Linked DNA regions of Astyanax mexicanus: region 1 is linked to region 2. Evidence: chromatin contacts called from public Hi-C data. All regions are on one chromosome and are shown on one strand. Each heading gives the region's core, a stretch centred on a gene start, on an enhancer-like site or on the middle of the called end of the contact. The rest is flanking DNA. Distances are from core to core; before and after follow the strand shown.

Region 1 (5,234 bases), core at 687-3,186, 46 kb before region 2:
TGTAAGAAGTGTTTTTGTTTCTTATGCAGTTTTACAAGTAAAGAAATACCTATTTTTACAGCATTAATAAGCTCAAAGTAGCTTCACACTTTATTGGTAAAACTCTAAGGGCCCTGGCACTGAGAGCTTTAAATGTGCAGGTAGTTTATTAAAAAACTTTGTTTGTACACACAGTACTTTCAGCTGAAAATATCTATATTGATGCACTTCCACAGAATTAATATTAACATCGCAAGCATATTGGGAGCATCGGCTAAAAGCGTTGTATTTTGTAATGCTAAGGAGTAAATGGAGTTGGAATATTGAACTAAAGTTTGAATTCTTTATGATTTTTCACTACATCCTAAGGGCACTTCACGCCAAATTTCTCCTTTAAATTTCAACATTCCAGCACAATTACCAACAAAGCACACGTAAAATTATATATTTTTATGATTTATTATTCGATCTATACACTTTGATTTGTAATAATAAGTTTGGTTGCTGAATATTTGGTGCATCACTACTCTTTATTTATTTATTGGAAGGACAATAATAACCACCACTGCTTTATTCCCAGTAAAGTGGTCTAACTGCATAATGTTGTCCTGAGGCAACAAATAAAAAAAAACACTATTTTAGTAACTAAATACGATGTTTTGATACCTTTTGTGGCAAAAAAATAAATAAATAAAGCGACATAATAAAAAAATAAAAAATCAATACAGTGTTTTGATGTTTGAAAGCAACCCCATGCCATAGAGGGTTATGTGGTGCATTTTCCTTTTTTTTCTCTTATGAACAGAGCTCTACAGAATAAATAAATACATTTGCATTGCAATAAATATCTATGTGATGTTTTAAGACATTTTGTGACAATACAATTGAAAGGATGGTTTAGTAATCAAAAAAGTGGTTTGTTGCCTGAGGGCAACATCATGCCATAGAAGGCTTAAAGGGTGCATTTTCCTTATTTTCTCCAACTAACAGAGCTCTTTAGAATAAAGAAATAATATTGCATCTCATCAAATATCTGTGATTTTTTAGACATTTTGCGACCAAAAAATTAAAGGGAAGGCGTAATAATCAAAAAATCAAAAATGTGCTATAGAGGATTACAGGGTGTGTTTTCCTAATTTTCTTCTACAAACAGAGCTCTTTAGAGTAAAGAAATAATCTTGCATCTCATCAAATATCTGTGATGTTTTAGACATTTTGCGAACAAAAATTTAAAGGGAAGGTGTAATAATAAAAAAAAATCTAAAATGTGGTTTGTTGCCTGAGGGCAACACCATGCTATTGAGGATTATAGGGTGCATTTTCCTAATTTTCTTCTACAAACAAAGCTCTTTAGAATAAAGTGATGAATTTGTATCAAATTAAATATCTGTGATGATTTTTAATACATTTTTAAGACAATTAAAGGGATGGTGTAATAATTAAAATATCAAAAAAGTGATTTGTGGTTTGTTGCCTGAGGGCAACACCATGCCATAGAGGATTAGGGGTGCATTTTCCAAATGTTATATATTTTATTAGTTCTTTAGAATAAAGAAATGAATTTGCATCGAATCAAATATTGATAATCAAATCTAATCTTATTTTTAGAGTTGAAAATGTTATCTTTGTACACCTGTTAGGCTGCATTAGCCTACATTAGTCATGTTTTAGCTTGGGAAACAGTGTATTAAACAAAAAAAAATGTAGGTAAAGCACGAAACACTGTACATTATGCGAGCCTACAGTGGGACTAAGACAAATAAACAATAATGTTTAACGTTAAAATGGAGAAAATTCACTGTATATCCTCACAGTGTTAAACAACACGTTCCGAGCTGCCTCGTCTCCTTCCACGTGATTGCCAGCTCCGCCGTAATGCACGGACCAATCAGCGCGCACTCCCTCTTCTCCTATTGGCTGAGAGGCCTCAAGGCCCGCCCTCTCGGAGAGCTGCTCCTTTCTCTGTCAGCGCTGCTTCAAAACAGAGCTGCGCCGCCGCTTCCCCGCGAACAGCGCGTCGATTCCGCCGCTTTCCCCCGCAGCTTTCCCGCACAGAGCCGCGGAGCTTCTGCACGGACCGGCGCACAGAGGCGAGGCGAGGTGAGTGCCCGGATTTCGGACCCTCAGCGGCCGTGTTCAGGGCTGTGTTCAGTGGCTTTGTGGTGGTCTGTTCTCACTGCAGCAGCTTTATAACGTTAGTGCTGCTGAACGGTGGGCTCCGCGGGGCTGCGTTTACTATTAATGTGCTAAAGCTAAAGCTGTAGCTAAACTAGCCTAGCTGTGATACTGTGAGGATTTTTCAGTGTGTCTACACTGTGTTTAAATACAGTTATTAAATATATATTAAAGTATTCGTATATAAAGCATCCATAAAGCGGCTGACAGCTAAAGTGGCCAAAATTCCTCAATAGGAAAGCATTGAGAAGTGTCCGGAAACTTTGGACCCAAATATCAAACCTAGCGGTCTAATTTTCCAAGCTTAGAAGAGTAAATTCGGCACAATGTTGGAAGTAATTGCTCATTTTTGGTATTTATGCTTTATGTATGTCATAGCAGAATATTAGCATTCACTTAGCAACACCTTATTAACCACCTAGGAACACCCTATGTACCATAGCAACAAACACCAGTACCATAGCCACATATTAGCTACATCTTAGCAACCAACTGCAATTTGATAGCAACACTTTATCAACCATTTAGAAACACCTGAGCAACCTACAGCAATACCATAGCAACACATTATCAACCCTGTAGAAACATCTGAGCAACCTACATCAATACCATATCAACACATTATCAACCATTTAGAAATACCAGAACAACCTACAGCAATACCACAACAATACTTTGTCAACCTTTTAAAAACCCTCAAGAAACATACAGCGATACCATAACAACACATTATCGACCATTTATAAATACCTGAACAACCTACAGCAATACCATAGCAACATTTTATCTATCGTTTATAAACACCTGAGAAACCAACAGAGATACCATATCAACACTTGATCAACCATGTAGAAACACCTGAGCAACCTACAGCAATACCATAACAACACATTATCTACCATTTAGAAATACCTGAGCAACCTAAAGCAATACCATAGCAACATTTTATCTATCGTTTGTAAACACCTGAGAAACCTACAGAGATACCATATCAACACTTGATCAACCATGGAGAAACACCTGAGCAACCTACAGCAATACCATAGCAACATTTTATCTATTGTTTATAAACACCTGAGAAACCTACAGTGATACCATATTAACACTTGATCAACCATGTAGAAACATCTGAGGAACCTACAGCAATACCATATCAACACATTATCAACCATTTAGAAATACCAGAACAACCTACAGCGATACCATAGCAATGTTTTATCTATCGTATATAAACACCTGAGCAACCTACAGCAACACCATATCAACACATTATCAGCCATTTAATAATACCGGAGCAACCTACAGCAATACCATAACAGTGTGTCATCCATTTAGAAACATCTAAGCAATCTACAGCAACACCATAGCAACAATTTATCGACCATGCAGAAACACCTGAACAACCTATAGCAGTACCACAACCACATTTTATCAACCATTTAGAAACACATGAGCAACCTACAGCAATACCATAACAACACGTTATCAACCATGTAGTAACATCCAACACCAATACAATAGCAGCACCCAAGTGAGCCACACAAATGCCATAGCAACCATAGAATCATTTTATCAACCATTTAAAACCATAGCTACACCTTAGCGACCAATACTAACACCATAGCAATAGTATAGTCATAGTAAACATCTAGCAACATCTCGCAATATCTCAGCAACCAATACCATTCCATTATCTTCTTAGCAACCAGCTAGCAACACCTTATCAACCGAAGCCAATACCATAGCAAACCTTTACCAACCATTGAGGCACACCTAACACTGCACGGTTTGTTCAGACTTCCTAATGAAGTTAACTAAGCTGCTAGCTACTTGTGATGCATTTTCTTCTTCTTCTTCTTCTTCTTCTTCTTCTTCTTCTTCTTCTTCTTCTTCTTCTTCTTCTTCTTCTGTGCATGTGTGTATTCTGTGAGTGTGATGTGTGTGTGCTGTGTGTGTTCTGGTTTACAGTACATCTGACAGGCTGGATCCGGTCAGAACCGGCCTCCCGTTTCTTTTTTTCAGCTCTTTCAGCAGCTTTTGTTGGTGCAGTCTGCTGGAATTGGGTCTTGACCTCTCTTGACAGCTAAGCTTTTTTTTTTTTCTTGTTTGAAGTTCTGTCTTCCCACAATGCCTCTATAGAGATCCCACTGCTGGTGCAAGTCTAATAAATGAGCCTGGTATCTTTTGGGCTCCTGAGTGTGTGTGTGTGTGTGTGTGTGTGTGTGTGTGTGTGTGTGTGTGCTGGTGAACAGGTGGTAGCTGTATATTTGTGTGTGCAAACATGAGATAAGTCTTTTGCTAATATTGCAGGATTTTGAGTCTGTCTCTATTTTTAAACAAAAAATAAAGAGATAAATTGGAGGAAAAAAAGATAATAAAGATGTTATGGATAACAGGGTTGGATGAAGTGGCCAAAATTGATGTCACAGTACTTAAAAAAAAAATTCAATTCAAAAATCGATATGAAAAATGGTATGGTATGGGCTTCTGTGTAAAATCTCAATATTTTTAAATATAAAAATTATTTTCTGTTACTATTTTGTTTGCCAAAATAATAACAAACAGCACAAATTACAGCTAGCAAATATGCATACTAAATAAATAAAATGTCAAAAATCAAAGTAATAGCCTCTTTTCATATTGAGCATATTCCCTTCATATATCAGTTAAGGAAAAGTTCTTCACAACTTTTTGACAAACCCAAGAAACAGGTAGGTGCTATATATTAAGATCTAGTTTCAAACTGTAGCAAAAAAAGCCAATAAAAAAAGCCCAAAACAGTCAGAATAGATGTCTTCACTTCTTACTTTTCAGAAGTTGTGGGGTTTTTTTTTATGAGGCTTGTCTGTTATCATTTTAATGTTGTTCATTTCAATCTCAGAATTTAATAGTCGCGACTGGAATTGGGAAATTTATGGTCATCTAAATGTTGGCAACCATGTAGCAACACCTTATCAACCGATGACAATACCATAGCAACCACTAATCAACCAATTAGGGACACCCAAGCAACAAACACAAATTCCTTTGCAACACCTTAGCAGCCAACACCCAATACCATAATAACACGTTATCAATCA
Region 2 (5,415 bases), core at 146-2,645:
TTATACTAGAACTTTAACAAGGTGGAGTAATTTTAATCCAGTATGAGTTTACAGTGTGTCTGATTGACAGTACTTGTGGAGGGAATATAAGGCACCATGAATATATAGTGTATCTAATGAATATACAATGTATATGTAATTTTTTTAGTGTGAAAGTGATACTTATGGAGAAATCTTCATCCAGTATATATTTGTTTTAGATTTTACAGACTGAACGTAGTTGTGGAGTGATTTAATCCAGTATGAATCTTCAGTTGTTTCACAAATCTCACAGCATTTTAATTTGTATTGTAATATTATTATTATTTGAGAATATCTCTCATACTGTATTGTGTGTGTATCTGAATCAGGGCTACAGAATCTTTAACACATGGATGGGAGACCCCTCTAAGAACGTGTTCCTGACGGAGGTCCTGAACGTGATCAGGAGAGAGAACCTTCTGGATGAGGTGGCTCGCTCAGGGAAGGTTCTGCTGCAGGGACTGTACGAACTACAGGTAATTATATATCTCTATTTTACACAGTGACTGATTTACTTTTCTTTTTATTCGTATATTGTATTTGTAGTGATGTTCATGATCAGATTATAAGTCATTGGCCTTTCACAGTCATTTCATTATTGACTTATCATGCAATATGGTAGTGTGAAAAAGTTTCTATTTTTTTTTTCTATTCTATTTTTCAATATTTTTTTCATTGGTTGTTCAGATTAGCAATTTCATACCTTCAACCAGAAGCCAGACTCTCATTGGAAGCTATAGGAAGAGTTTAAAAGGCTGTTATTTCTGCAAAATGAGGATCTACTAAATATTAAAGTAATTTTTCTGTTGGGTTGCCAAATTTATGCACCTGCCTAATTTAGTTTAAAGAATTATTGCACACTTTCTGTAAATCCTATAAATTTCACTTTCTTAAATATCACTGTGTTTATCTACTACATGATATATTTAACTGAAATTGCTGATCTGAACAACCAATGATTTATAAAGGAAAATCATAAAAATGACCTCACTAATTTTAGCTGACCCCAATATTGCCCTTTGGGTTTACATGTGAGGAGATCCCATTATTAAGTGTGATCGAGTAGTTTTAGACTTGTTGTTTTATTTATTTAGAATAGCCTCAAATCATTTTCCTATTTTAACATTACAGTATTAATATCTGAATATGCTTAAAAATGGCATGGATCTATGCAGTGATAAAATTACAGTAATATTGTTTATCGATATCATTTTATTGGCAATATATCATTCATCATGACAGACCTAGTCAGTCAGTGTTGATAAAGTTTTAGAAATGTCTCAAATGCCTCTCTCTCTTCTTTCTATCTCTCCTTTTGTTCAGGCTCAGTATCCTCACATCCTGAGTCGGGCTCGCGGCCAGGGAACCTTCTGTGCTGTAGATGCCCGTGACGATGTGACCCGGGACAATCTCCTGCTCAAAACCAGAGACAAGGGTACGCAGAAGCTCAGAATCTGCAGATTTGTGTAGTTTTTACCTTGGTTGTAATAATTAGGGATTGATTTTAATCCAGTATGAATTTGCAGTGTGTGTAGTTTGTGTTATCAGCAGATTTATACAGATTTAAATCATTCTACAATTAATACTGTCAGATTTGTGTAGTTCTTTACTTTGACAGTAATAATTATAGATTGATTTTAATTTAGTATAAATCTTCAGATTTGTTTAGTTCTTTACTTTAACAGTAATAATTAAGGATTGATTTTAACTTAGTATCAATCTTCAGATTTGTGTAGTTCTTTACTTTAACAGTAATAGTTATGGATTGATTTTATTTTAGTATAAATCTTCAGATTTTGTAGTTCTTTACTTTGACAGTAATAATTATGGATTGATTTTAATTTAGTATGAATCTTCAGATTGGTGTATTTCTATACTTTGACAGTGATAATTAAGGATTGATTTTAATATAGTACGAATCTTCAGATTTGTGTAGTTCTTTACTTTGACAGTAATGATTCTTATTTTAATCCAGAATAAATTGTATAGATTGTTTGTCATTCTTATAGTGGCAGTAATAACTGTGGAAATATTGTAACTTTGTACTGAATCTGCAGTGTGCCAAGTGCTGCTGGAAAATGAAATCCACATCTTGTCAGCAGAGGGAAGCATTAATTAATAGTCCAATTAATAGTTGCCGTATAAGATATACTGTTGAATATTTATGTTTTTTATTTTATACAGCTGTGGCACACTTTGTTGTTGCTAATAAAACAATTATAAGAGATTACTTTTATAAACCTAATCCGTCAGATATCACCTGTTCTGTACTGCTGAATGCAACCCATTAATTTACCTGTCTCCTCAGGTGTTCTCCTGGGCGGCTGTGGAGATCGGTCCATCCGCTTCCGCCCGGCTCTGGTCTTCAAGGAGTACCACGCTCACCAGTTCCTCAACATCTTCAACGACGTGCTGTCTGAATACAAATAAAGTCCCGGAGGCCCAGCCGGCTGACCACAAAGAACAAGCACAAGGGTCCAAGCCCAGATGAGGGGTTCTTCTTTTCTCAACACATCACAGAGCAATCAGTCACTCTTTCTCCTGCTTTCCTTTCCTTTTCTAACTTTCTGCCTTCCTCTCTTCTTTTCATTTACTGTTTTTGTGTTTTTTTTTAGCACTACTTTACACTGCAGTCACACTATAATACGCACAATGAAACGGAGAGCTCTCACGCTACCAGACCCAGTGAACACCTGGGGATTTTAATAAGCTTTACTTACTTTACGAATCCACTGATTGCTGCATTAACAGAAGACAAATTCAATGTTCTCCACACACGTTCCACGTTCCAATACTCCACTCTGTCCACCCAGTCACAAGACCACCCAGCATAGTGAGCTTACTGAGCTTAGAGAAGGTCTTCAGACCTGATACATGCTGCTAGCTGTCCTCACGCAGCGTCCTCTGAACATAAAGAGCGCCCAGACTTTAACTTCCAGCTAAACAGGCGTCTGCTCCCCTACTCACAAGATAACACCTCACAAGTTATCATGTAAAGGTGTGGGTGTTCCCAAGTGGTTGTCTGAGTTCTCTCAATATAGGTACTGCTTTTCCATGATTTCTGTGTTCAGCCAATCAGAACAGAGGTAATTTACAGCTTAAACTGCGATAAATAGCATCGCCTAGCCTTGAGCACGCTGGCCAGCATTTAGCCTCACTCACAAGATAACAGCTCATAACTTATAGATATAGATGTGGATGTGGGTTGCTATCCTTTGACTTTTGGCATGTAGTAGTTGCAGTGTATATCCAAGTTTCTACTGTTATATATGTTTTATATATATATATATATATATATATATATATATATATATATATATATATATATATATATATATATATATATACTCACATATATATATATATATATATATATATATATATATATGTATATATGTATATACATAAATATATATATATATATATATATATATATATATATATATATATATATATAGAACAAAACCACTATTAAGTCTTAAGTGGAGCTCAGGGAACAAAATAAGATAAATCATACGAAAGTTGGAACGAAGAAAAAGCAAGAGTAAATATATATACATATATATAGGATATGGGCTCTTTAAGTTATCTGTCTGAGTGAGAAGCTCCCTCTTGTTTTTCGGCTGCAGGATTTGGAAAGCCAGTCTGGGATCAGTTACTGTGTGTATTGTTCTTTGACCTGTGTCAGTCAGAGCAAATCAATTCCTGGCAGCTGTATTAAAGCTGGCTGCCTGCCAGCCTTCCTCACCGTCCTTTATTAGGAAAATAAAGCATGCCCTTAATCGCACGCAGAACGCCAACTGTTTTTACAGCGAGGAGTGGACCACTGATCTGAGTTTAATCACGCTGTGTACCGTATAAAAGCAGTATTTCATTTCCCGAGGAACCATTACAAATACCAATACAGTCTCATATACAGTACAGTACACTATATAGACAAAATAAAGTATATTTCTTATGAAATCAAGAGTATTACTGCCCAGAGAAGGCTTTCTACTAGATTCACGGACAGCATTGTTGTGAGGATTTAATTGCATTCAGCCACAAATGAGGTGAAGACACTAGTTGGGATCGGTATCATAACAGAGAAGAAGACGTTTTACTGCTGGGTTTTTTTTTTACAGCCCTCTAATCCACAGTAACGTATACAAGTCAGACTCTGCCTCTTTTTAAACTGCTGCTGATGCAGCATTGTCGAGTAGCATCACAGCACAGCGCACTCAGAGGAAAGCACAGCGACTCGGTTCTGATACATCAGCTCACAGACGCAGCCTTGTGCTGATCATCATCACCCTAGGAATGATGAGGGGAAAGAGTGCCATCTACTGTACCCAACCAGAGAGAGAGTGCAAGGCCAATTGTGCTCTTTCAGGGCTCCGGCAGCTGATGGCAAGCTACATGACCGGGATTCAAACAAGCGAGTCCTATTCTTTTGTTAATACTTCGCTACATTAGACAGGCATGCATGTATGTATATATGCACGCATTTGCACTGTGTGTCTGCGTCACCAGTGTTTATAACGTAAATTACAAACTTATTTGTGTTTATTGCAAGGGGTGTCCAAATATTTGCACATGAATTTAGCTAAATCACTTAAAATGTGGTTTAGAAACACTGATATTTGATATTTGGTGTGGGCTTTTGTAATGTAGAAGTGTAGGAAATGCTAGGCTAACATTGCTAACAAAGATTGGTCCCATTTTTACAACCTACTAGTTTCATCACTGACTAAACCTTTGAGTCCCAGTTGAGCTACTAATACAGGAGTCATACAGACATGTTTTCTACTGGAATTTACTGTAAAACAAGGTAGAAACACATGGTTTTACACATGGTTGGACAGTCCAAGTCCAACGTTTGTTAGCATTGTTGTCCTAGCATCTCAGCTCCATTTGAAACTAAAGAAGCTCTTCGTAGATATCTATGTTATCGATTGGCTGTATTTGAGGTTGGTGGTAAATCGTCGTAATTTCTCTTAATTTCTCTTGATTTAATAAGACCTGTGTCCAATTGTACAGTGGATAATAATCCTAATTCCAGGCTAAACCTGCGTCCACATCCTCAGCCCAGATCATCTTCTCCAAAAGCACAAATGGCTGCTGGACTCAATACATTCTTACATTTTCTGATTCTCAATTAAAGGATATCTCATTTTTAACCTGTAAAAATGTCTCTACTTTCCGAGTCTTCGTAGTTCTGGTGCACATTTCCCAAAACACAGAAAAGTCCAGAATACATGTCGTCTAGACTCACTCACAACAGAATGGGAAGCCAATGGGAAGTTGCTAGAGTTGCTGCAGGCCACTCAGATCTAAGCTCATTTCTCTTAATGCTGCACTGGTCACTTCTCAGGTGAACATGACCCCCTGCAGAGTCCGTCCCCTCGTCTGCCG

The links. Hi-C and Micro-C count contacts between places; a contact is called where the count stands out from the background.
Region 1: a contact with region 2 is called in a Hi-C map of blood, with 6 times the contacts expected there. The contact joins the promoter of abat here to the enhancer-like site in region 2. A contact is called at or near these places in 3 of 3 Hi-C or Micro-C datasets (blood and muscle).

The regions. Positions count from the first base shown.
Region 1 is chr19:5,564,327-5,569,560 of AstMex3_surface, reverse strand. abat (4-aminobutyrate aminotransferase) reads left to right here and starts at 1,936. Exons shown (of 16, transcript XM_022675868.2): 1 at 1,936-2,079.
Region 2 is chr19:5,517,206-5,522,620 of AstMex3_surface, reverse strand. It overlaps abat (4-aminobutyrate aminotransferase), which reads left to right. Exons shown (of 16, transcript XM_022675868.2): 14 at 351-497; 15 at 1,345-1,456; 16 at 2,330-2,885. The coding sequence ends at 2,451. Among protein-coding and RNA genes, the nearest start is that of carhsp1, 47 kb to the right of the region's middle. Within about 2 kb of position 1,395, the one cell type or tissue checked has an H3K27ac peak away from gene starts, as active enhancers do.